Linked DNA regions of Pan troglodytes: region 2 is linked to region 1. A link is a contact called in public Hi-C data. All regions are on one chromosome and are shown on one strand. Each heading gives the region's core, a stretch centred on a gene start, on an enhancer-like site or on the middle of the called end of the contact. The rest is flanking DNA. Distances are from core to core; before and after follow the strand shown. Region 1 holds the start of LOC100610590. Region 2 overlaps CAMKMT (calmodulin-lysine N-methyltransferase).

Region 1 (5,070 bases), core at 2,364-4,863:
CAGTGCTCTACCAGCACCGGGCCGCGCGCCTCTCCTGCCAGCCGTGTGGCTCTTAAAGAGCTGCACCCCTCCTCCGCCCTGCGCGATCCCCCGACCCCCGCCTCCCCTCCCCTCTCCTCCGGATCTAGCCCCCCACGCCGACGCCTGAGGTCCCTGCTGCCCCGACCGATGCCTGCGGACTCCCAGCCCCCTCCCCTCGCCTCCTCCCCTGAGCAGCCGGTGGGCCTGGCCTCGAGGCCACAGGGCTGAGTTCTACCCTCGCCTCAGGTCCCCTTTCTCACCAGCAGCGCCCACCCCTCCCTTCCCTGCCCCTACTTTAGCCCTCTGGGTCGATCAAGGCCCGGGCACCGCCTTTGCCCAGCTCAGAGGTGATGCCTAAAGATTGCCAGTTTAGGGTTAAGTTAGGGGGTTATGTGATGGGAAATGGGGCAGGGCATGCTAGTGGAGCTAGAGAAAGAGAAAGGAAGAGAAGCAAACCAGACGGACTTGGAGGGCTCTCTGTATCCCAGGGCCTACCTGGCCTTTTGATTCCTTCCCACGACCTCCCAGAGACGCTCACGCGGGCACAGGGTCCTGAGGTTACCAACCTGACCAGGCCCACTGTGTGTCTGAGGGATCCTGGGCATGTTTGTGTTTGTGTGTTGGGGGGTGGGGTCCAGAAAGTCCTGAGTGTGGATTTGGAGCAGCCTGCTTCCCAAGCCCAGAGCATTAATTCCCCCCAAAAGTAACCCTTAAGGGCCCAAGAGCTGTGTATGCAAGGAGGGAGTGAAGGACCTTGAGATCCGACTGTCCAGGGAAAAGGGTATCAGAGGAGAGGGGAGACAGAAAGGGAAGGAAGGCTACTCTTCCTGAGGACTGAAGCACAGTTTTTAAGAGCGAGTCTTATATTTACTGGCCAGCCATGTCAGCTGCCCCACCAAGAAAAGGTGAAGTAGATGACTGCTTTGGTTTCCCTTCCTTCCAGAGCTCTGGCTCTCTGCCTCTCTGCCAGGCTGCCAGGCCAGTCTTGCAGGGTGGTCTTGCCTATAGCACTTTTTTTTGCCAGGCCTCCCTGGGACTAGAAGCCAAAGAAGGGATACCTCTGTTGAGGGGGAGTGCAGGACGGGCTGTGGTCCCTTGCCTTCCCTACTGCCACTTGTCATAACATGTGACTGGGCTCTGTGAATGGTGGAGGCAATGATGGGTTAGGGAGGGGAGCTGCCCACCCTTTCTCAAATCCAAGTCCTGGCACACCAGGTCTGGCTGTTCAGAAGGGGAACCTTGGGAAGAAGTGTGTGGCCTCTGGGCAGTGGAAGCCAAGAGAACCTAAGGTGATAGGAGGATGGAAGGCTGACCCTCAGCCACCCCAGCATTAGTCCAGATGCACCTTTAAGGAACTGGAGTGACTAATTGATTTGCAATTGGTCCACTTGGGAGAGGCTGGCAGTGCACTCCCTGGGCTGGATCCTGAGACAGCAAAAGCCTCTCCCGCCACCCGCCCCCCTCCCTGCACTGCCCCCAACCAGTATGGCTCACACCTCCCAACTCTCCAGCCCCTCTCTCTTGGGAATGGGTAACTGCAGGCAGCTAGGCTGGGTTTGTGCCCACCCTCCTGGGCCTGGCAGTGGGAGGTGCCGTGGTTCAAGACAGAGCCAAACTTCCCCTGTTTCAGAATGTGGGGGGTGGAGGGTCCTTTAGAGGGCGGCGGGGCTCATTAGGCAGAGCAGGGTGCCGAGAGGTGCGCGTCGCCGGCCCCTGAGGCCGCCTTTGAGCCGTCGGGGCGGCTTCATTAAGCTGCGCTAACAAGGCGTACAAATGCCGAGCCCAGCAGCTTTCTTGCAATGCCCGGCCTTAGCAGGGCGCCGGACTAATGAGGGTCACTCAAAGGGGCTGATCAAATATTCAAATTTCCCCGCACGCCAGGAACTTTTATGCATGGAGAAAGTTGAGGCAACTGAGCTGTGTTTACTGTCCCGGGCGACAATTGCTTGGAGCGCCAGTCCCCGGAGGCTAAGGCGGGGGGCGGGGGTGCGGGGAGGGAGCAGTTGTTGTTGTTGTTTTTCAAAGGAAAGTAATCGGGGTCCTTGAAGGGCTTCACGGCCTCCCCGCCTGCGTGCTGCGCTCCCCTGCGCCCTCCCTGGCCGCCCGCGCCAAGCGCCTCAGTTTGCAGCTTGCGGGGAGGCCCAGACTACGGGCCACCCGGCCAGCCTCCGCCTCCCGACATCCTGGGAGCCGGAAGGGGCGTTGCCCCCACAGGGCAAACCTTCCCCCGGCCTCCTGGTCGGCTGTTTAGAGCTGAGCAAGGCCAAGTGGGTGCAGCTGCCCCAACCCTCCGGATCCTCGTCTCCCGGAGGCCTGCAGACCCGTTGGCTTTCCCTGTAACCCAAAACAAGGAGAGAGTGGGAGGTCTCTCGGGCGTTCTCCAGATGTGGTTGAGACTTTCCCAGTGCTGGGGTTGCGGGTGACATTTGTAAATAAATGCCAGTTGGTCCGGGTACAAGGAGAACACTATTTAAACCCCAAAGACATCTTTTCTCCCTGCCCCACCTGAAGGCTATATTTTCGATCGCCGGGGCCAGGATTGAAGCGGGGATGATGGCAGCAAATTTGTTCTGCACAGGTGACCCGGCCTGTACGGGCGCCAAGTCCCAGGTCCCGCAATCAGAGCGGCCAGAGAGCAGAGAAGAGACCTAGAGGATCTGCAAGCTGACCTATCCACCCGAGACTCTCCGCTCTGAGCGACCCCAGGGTGCAGGCGCCCTCCACGCGCCACCTCCTCTAGCGGTCCCCCAGGGTCCCTTCCCAGTCCTCGCACTGCCCTAGGGCTTGCTTGGTTCCCACACCAGCGTGGAAGGCCGCTGGGCCCCGGAACCCAAGGTCCCTCTGCTTCTGCTCCACTCCCCAGTGCCCAGCGCCTGGGAATTTGGGAGGGGAAGCTCTGGCGCTCCACAGCCCTGCTTCCCACCCTAACACACACTCAGAACCCCTCGACTGAGATCCTTTGGAGCCTGCGCCCCCAGCCCGGCGGGGAGCCAGTCCGGCCCTCAGCTCTGGGACTAGCCGCCCCGCCTCCCTGCCCTGCTCTCCGGACTCTCAACTTACCCGCTCCAGGCGGCGGGAGTACTGCTTCAGGCCAGAGCCGAGAGGCGCTGGCGGCGGCTGGACCGCGAGGTGGGCTCGGTGGGCGGCGCCGAGCTCGGCTCTGCTGGGAGGCGCGGACAGCCTGGGGCTGCCACCTGCCCCACCGGGTCCCGGCGCACAAAGCTACACGCCTCTCTGCAGCCCTCTGCCCTGCTTCGCGTTCCGGAGCCGCGGTCGCCACCCAAGCAGGCGGGGTGCGTCAGGGCGGCAGGGCGGCAGGCGCTGGGGCAGAGGCTGGAGGGCGGGAGTGTCGCCAGAGTCTCAGCCCCACTTGCTTCAGTTCTCCCTGAGTGGCGATGGTTTTTTATTTCAGCGCTTTCGGCAGAGCCCGCAGCACCTGCCCAGCCTCCCTCCGGGGCTGGCCCGGCAGTGGCAGGGAGAGGCCAGGTCGCCCCCACCCGGAGGCGGGGGTTTCGGGGACGGGGAGGGGACTGACCGGGTTCACCCGCCCGCCCGGCGCCTGGGTCCCCGGCTCCGGGGGATGCAGTTTCGGGGTCACGAGCTGCTTTCAAAAAGTTGAACACAATATTCGGAAACCCACCCGTAGGAATTCTCCCCCCACACGCGGCACAATACCCACTCCCCTCCCCTTTTTCATTCCTTCCTCCCCCGCTTCCTCCTCCTGCCCCTTCCCCCTCCCACCCTTCAGCCTATAATCCTTCCCCTACAAGAGAAAGGAATCGGGAAGAAAACATGAAGTGTCTGTTTTTGTGTCCCAACCTTTGGGCTCTTTCTGGGCCCTCAGTGAATGACCGCCCAGAGCTTCTCAGCTGCGTGGAGAAGGACTCATGGCCAGGAGGAGAGGAAATATATATGCAGTGGCGAGAGCACTGAAATGCGGCTTGGCAGGTCTTCCCTTTGGAGGAATATTTTTCTGCCCCAGTCGTCGTGTTTAAGACCTGCTACCCCACGGCTGCCTCTGGCTAAGTGAGCCAGTATTGGCCCCTCGCCGGACCCAGGGCCTCCCTGCCGCCCGGAATCCTCCAAGGAGGCTTGCACTTGTCAGCTTGCTCTTCTCCCCGGCCCTCAGAGGCCTGGCACTGCGGGAGTCAAGGCCTAAGCAGGGCTTCAGCTCGGGGTTTAGGGGCTGGGACACTCACAGCCCCAGTCACGTTAGGTTTCCCATTTAAATTCTCTCTCAACCTCTCTTTCTCTCTTCCCTCATTGAGATCACCAAAGTGGTGTGGACACGGCGCCTTGCCCCCAGATCTGCATCGGAATGCAGAAAAGATCTTTAAAAAAAAAAAAAAGTTTTGAATTCCTCAATGATTTTTCTTCTGGAAAGGCAGCTTAGGATAATTATTTCAGCTTTATTGAGGGCAGATTAGTTGAAGTCTGGGCGCTGCGTTTCAATACGCGTTGTACACGGGCCGACAATGTGGTCATTGTTGGCTACTGTGTGTGAATCCATTCAACATATACACTTTTTAACACCAAACCGAGTCCTGTCTAAATATACACAGTGCTCAGGGAAAGACGTCTCTGACCCCGACAAATCTGCGTAAATCACACTTCCATAGTTACAGAAGCCTCACAAAGGGAGGCCCGGCTCAAGATGCTGATTACATCTTCTTAAAAGCAACATACCTAAGAATAAATACCCATGCCTGGCCTAGGGGCTGTGGTGGCCAGAGGCAGAGAGGGCCCTCTGTGTTCTATGGGCCTTTTGGCGTCTGTTTTAGGCTTTCGATGTTACTTTCCCTAGAGAAATTAGACAGTTTAAAAATAATAATGGTAATTATTATTATTTTACAATACGAGCAAACAAGCAATTTTCAGGCCTTATTCACTTCATCCGGGTGGCTGGCCTCCAAAGTTTGAGTGCCCTCTGGGGCTGGCAGGCAGGACCAGAGCTCCTTCTGTTGTGTGGTGAGGAGTGGGCATCTGTGGGACTTTTCTGGGTCCAGAGGGCTCTTGGGCTTCTCGGCTCTCGCAGCTCCTCCACCACTC
Region 2 (5,026 bases), core at 1,633-4,132, 470 kb before region 1:
AAGATCTGAGACATAGTGACAGATGAAACTCGAGAATGTATTATTATTTGAACAAACTTGATTCTAATATTTACCAAAATGATACAGTTGAAAAGAGTCAAAATGTAATCCTTCTATAGCGTGTGGCTTAGTTTAATATCCATGTTCCATTATTTCTTTTGTATCCTCTTGAGTATTTAATAAATTTTATTAATATCTGATTTAAATTTTAAAGTAGATAAATTAGGCTTTAATAAAAACAAATGGAAACTTTTAGTAAGTGGTTGGACTTGTTCTGAATAAAGGAATATAGAATGGACCTTATTTGAAAAGTTGAAGCTTTTAAATAGTAAGAATATAGGTTGAAATTTTTTTTGTTTTTGAGATGGAGTCTTGCTCTGTCACCCAGGCTGGAGTGCAGTGGCATCATCTTGGCTCATTGCAACCTCCGCCTCCTGGGTTCAAGTGATTCTCCTGTCTCAGCTTCCTGAGTAGCTAGGATTACAGGTGCGTGCCACCACACCCAGCTAATTTTTGTAGTTTTAGTAGAGATGGGGTTTCACCATGTTGGCCAGGATGGTCTTGATCTCTTCACCTTGTGATCCGCCCGTCTTGGCTCCCAAAGTGCTGGGATTACAGGCATGAGCCACCGCGCCTGGCCTATAGGTAGAAATTTTTGAAAGGAATAACTGGTGTGGCAAGTAGAGCTGGCAATATTGTGTATATTACAAGGATGGCCTTCAAAAGGCAGAGGACTGTTGGATACCTCACTATTTTAAAGAGAAATTTTATTTAAAAAAGAAATCTTATGCATGATCTCATTTCGGTTTTGATTTACTAGAAGCATATGATGGACCTACGAACAGGACCCTTCAAATCAAAATGCATCGTTTAGGAATATTCTGAAGGGGAAAGTCTGTGACTGCATTCTCTGAGAACCATCTGCTCACCTACTTATGTCCCTTAAAACTGAAGCTTTAGGATATCCTTTGAAACCTTTTTGTTTCTTATAATATATGGTACCATAAATACCATTGCATTTGATTTTTGTGTGAAACAACACTAAATCACTACTAAAAAGGAAAGAATGAGGTTATCTTGCTGACAATTTAAAGAAAAGACTTCTTCATAATATATTTACGACATCTAAAATGCCTTTTGTCCTCAGGGTAGCACTGTAGTTCTTCGGTGCTTGAGTTGATACTGCAATTTAATACTGTACCTACAAAGAAAATTACAGTTTTTAAACTGTTTATTCCAAGTGCTTTCAAAATGAAGACACTACTAAAGTGGTGAAAGCATGTAGTTGGAAAAAAAAAGTAGTAGGAGATTATTAATTTCTTAAAGGTAAAGATTATTGCAAATTCAAAAGATCCCACTCATTATCAATATGGGGTCCTTCTACAGTTTTGCATAGTATAACATATTCTTAAAATGGGATACATAGTGACTTTGTAGCATCAACTATTTAAATTTTCTAGCTCCTGAGTCCTTTTCTTGCTGTGAAATGTGTTCATTTTATTGTGTGATGATATTAACATATATCAAGAATATAAGTGAAATATTAAATCTTGTCACGTTCAGGGTTTTAGGGTTCTTAAAAATGTGTAAAGGTTTTTTTACACTGTGTAAAAAAAAACTTTATATGTTTGTGAGATTTTGAGTTACCTAATTTTATAAACTAAATTACTTTGTGAAAAAAAATGCTTAGAATCATATGTTCCATGTAGCTCAATATTGTTTTCTGGAATTGAATTAAATTATATCTACAGTTGCTTAACAGAAAGAGCACTTAATTTGTAATCCACAGACCTTGTGGTCTTAGGCAAGCCATGTAATTTCCTTGTCTTTCAATTTCCTCATCTGTAAAATGGGGATAATAACTCAAAGGATTGGTCTAAGGATCAATGCTTATGAATAAAAAGCACCTAGTACATGACACATGGTGGGTGCTATATCCCAGCTATTATTATTATCCAAATGGCGTATTACTGAAGTAATGAAAGAAAGCTTTTATACAGTCATATCAATGGTAGTTCTGGGTTATAGTCTCAGAGACATCATTACTATGAGGATATAGAGAATTTAGGAAAATTTTAAAAATTATTTAAACAAAATTTGAAAAACATTGTAGGAATGTATTACCACATACAATTATATCTGCCTACCTATGTATTTAATCACTATCTTTTAGAAAACACACAACAAAAGTTCAGTTTGCTATAGTTCATTATAGAGTTAATAGGAGCTTGGAGATTTGATCTAATAAAATGCACTTCATAGTAGAGCAAACCCATGATGTTATCAGAAATTTTGGAGAAGTCCAGGATTGGTGTATACAGGTGTACCCACCCTGAGAACCAGTGGATCTATATAAGTCTGGTGTATTGGTTTCAGTACAATGATATTTATATACAACTTTGTATCAAATAAGTTTGCTAAGCCCTATTATAAGTTAAAACTATTTTTAAACCATATTTCCCCACCCTGGTTTGGAAATTGATAAAACAGTTTAAAGCTGAAAAACATAAACTACAATAACTCAATAAACAATTTAAAAATAAGTTGTGTAGGTAGCTGGAAAAAATTATAAATCTCAAAAGTATAGATTTAAGATAAAGCCCAGTTATCTAGAATTATAAGGTTATAGTACATTTTTGGTTGAGCACATTTAGCTTTTTCTATTCCTCCATTTTGCCTAGCTGCCTTTTCTTAACTATGAAAGGAATTGAAAAGTCCATCAGAGCTTTTGTTCGCACTAAAGAATAGTCATTTGAAGAAAATGGTGCCAGGCCAGACATGTAAAGATATTTAAAGAAAAGAAGGAAGGTGATAGGCCTAAATTCAGGACTATTAGCATATTCACAATGGTACAGGTATAGGCTAAGCTTGGTCACAGGTGAAAGGCAGTAGTGTGAGAACTCATGGAATTAACAAAGCTACTTCACACAAAGGGACGGATGGTACTTCCTCCATGTCCATTCCTTTCTAAGATTTCAGTGGCAAACAGCCTATGTAAGGCTGCAGTGACAATTTGTTTCAGTGGCCCTAAAAAATACCCATATGTACCATAGATTTAATGTGTAAAATTAAAAGCAATGTATATTAAATATTTTCTAGGAATCTGTGATTTTGTGACCAAAGATCTGAATATACTTAAAAACAAATCCTAATTTTTTTCTAAAGAAACATGATAAATATCTGGATAGCTGGCTACATTTTGAAATATTCACCCAATATTTCTGCAATAGTCAGCATTTCAATAATAATTTTATTTGCTTTTTCATGGCTTTGAATTGGGTATTATTTTGTTTCTTTGTTTTGTCCTAAGTCTATATATTTTTTTCTTGCCACCATTTGCTGTGATTACAGATATAGGTTTAGAGTTTAGCCTTTGCAATATCATCAGTTGATGGCATGTCTACAGCAATATGGTGGATAATATTTTTTATTTTCATAGTATGAGTGCTACTTGACTCTGACTGAATGATTTTCTGTTACAAGATTTTCTTTGGTTTATAGACCTACTTTACCTTGGCTTCTGAATATGCTGAAATCCTTCTGCCCTTGGTTATAACACCTTTTATTTGTTAACATTTAAAATGCTTTCAAATCTTTAACAGTAATAAAGGCATTAGTTATTTTAATTAATTTGTATGGATGGAATAAAACCAAAGGGAAGGTGTCATTTTCGGTTACAATAAAAAGATATAAAAGTTAATTGCTTTTCTTTTCTTTCTTTCTTTCTTTTTTTTTTTTGAGAGGCGTCTCGCTCTGTCGCCCAGGCTGGAGTGCAGTGGCACGATCTCGGCTCACTGCAAGCTCCGCCTCCTGGGTTCACCCCATTCTCCTGCCTCAGCCTCCCGAGTAGCCGGGACTACAGGCGCCCGCCACCACGCCGGCTAATTTTTTGTATTTTTAGTAGAGACGGGGTTTCATCATGTTAGCCAGGATGGTCTCGATCTCCTGACCTCGTGATCCGCCCGCCTCGGCCTCCCAAGGTGCTGGGATTACAGGCGTGAGCCACCGCGCCCGGCAATTGCTTTTCTTTTCTAAGAAAATTTTGCTGACATCTTTGGTACATATTGCTATTCTTAAAGGTTTGAGTTTACTAATCCTCAACAGTAAATATCTTTAAAAATGTATAACCTTGCTTAATATTAATTACCTAAGAATGCCACAAGAAACTGGCATCTTTATAGTTACTTTATATTACAGAGTGTAATAAATTCTAGAAAGATGGGACTAATTATGGTAACAGACATTTTATACTCAATAAAAACTTTCCTTAATTTCACCCTTATGCAGGGAGTCTCAGCAGAGTACCTCTCTTTTGTGTCTTGGTTGGTATGGCATGGCACTAAGTGACATTAGATTAGCAACTGGGGAACAACTTTGTGAAACTGTTCATGGAAGTGAATTTTCAGAGTTCAAGGTTGTGGGTTTTTTTCCTATGTCAGATCACCTAGCAACTTTAGATTCAGGCGGAAGTTGGAGTTTATTTTACAAAACATGAAAAAGCTTTTAAGCCAACATTTTTGAGGTAAATCTGTAGCAAAAGTGAGGCCACCTGCTGTTAAGAAAAGTGCCTACACATTCATCACATTTCTGTCCCCAGTAGAGGGTACTGCTGAGTAAAACACTGCCATTGTTGTTCAGATCCTATAGGTGGCAGCAGTTCCTACAGTTTCAGAGCATAACAATGGCTCGATTTGTGGGTCTAAGAATAAAGCTGTCACGAACTCATGGGATCTTTATACTGTAAGGGCTCTTCTTTGAAATGTCATACATGAGAAAATTACCATTAATGTTTAGTTTCCCTTTTAAGATTTAAGTAGCTTATCTTTCTTTTAAGTTCCATTTTGTATTTGAAATTGTGTCCCCAAACAAGTATTGACAGCCGTAATTTTATGGTGTTAAATTATGAAGTATAAATTTTTAGGTAATCTCAGGGAAAGATATGATGTAAACTTTTTTTTCTTTTCCTCTCCAACCCTAGCCTTCCACCCCAATTACAAGAATAATCCATTGTTAATGTTGACTGCTG

The links. A called contact is a pair of places that touch in the nucleus more often than the background predicts.
Region 2: a Hi-C map of induced pluripotent stem cells shows a contact between it and region 1, with 2.0 times the contacts expected there. The contact joins the enhancer-like site here to the promoter of LOC100610590 in region 1. A contact is called at or near these places in 2 of 7 Hi-C or Micro-C datasets (blood and induced pluripotent stem cells) and 1 of 1 datasets of contacts at active chromatin or transcription factors (stem cell-derived excitatory neurons).

The regions. Positions count from the first base shown.
Region 1 is chr12:77,772,729-77,777,798 of NHGRI_mPanTro3-v2.0_pri, reverse strand. LOC100610590 reads right to left here and starts at 3,613. Exons shown (of 2, transcript XM_054677819.2): 1 at 3,082-3,613.
Region 2 is chr12:78,237,972-78,242,997 of NHGRI_mPanTro3-v2.0_pri, reverse strand. The region is part of intron 3 of CAMKMT (calmodulin-lysine N-methyltransferase); the gene reads left to right. Among named protein-coding and RNA genes, the nearest start is that of CAMKMT, 120 kb to the left of the region's middle. Within about 2 kb of position 2,882, at least 1 of the 24 cell types and tissues checked has an H3K27ac peak or open chromatin away from gene starts, as enhancers often do. A contact at or near this core is called in induced pluripotent stem cells, where this site is marked.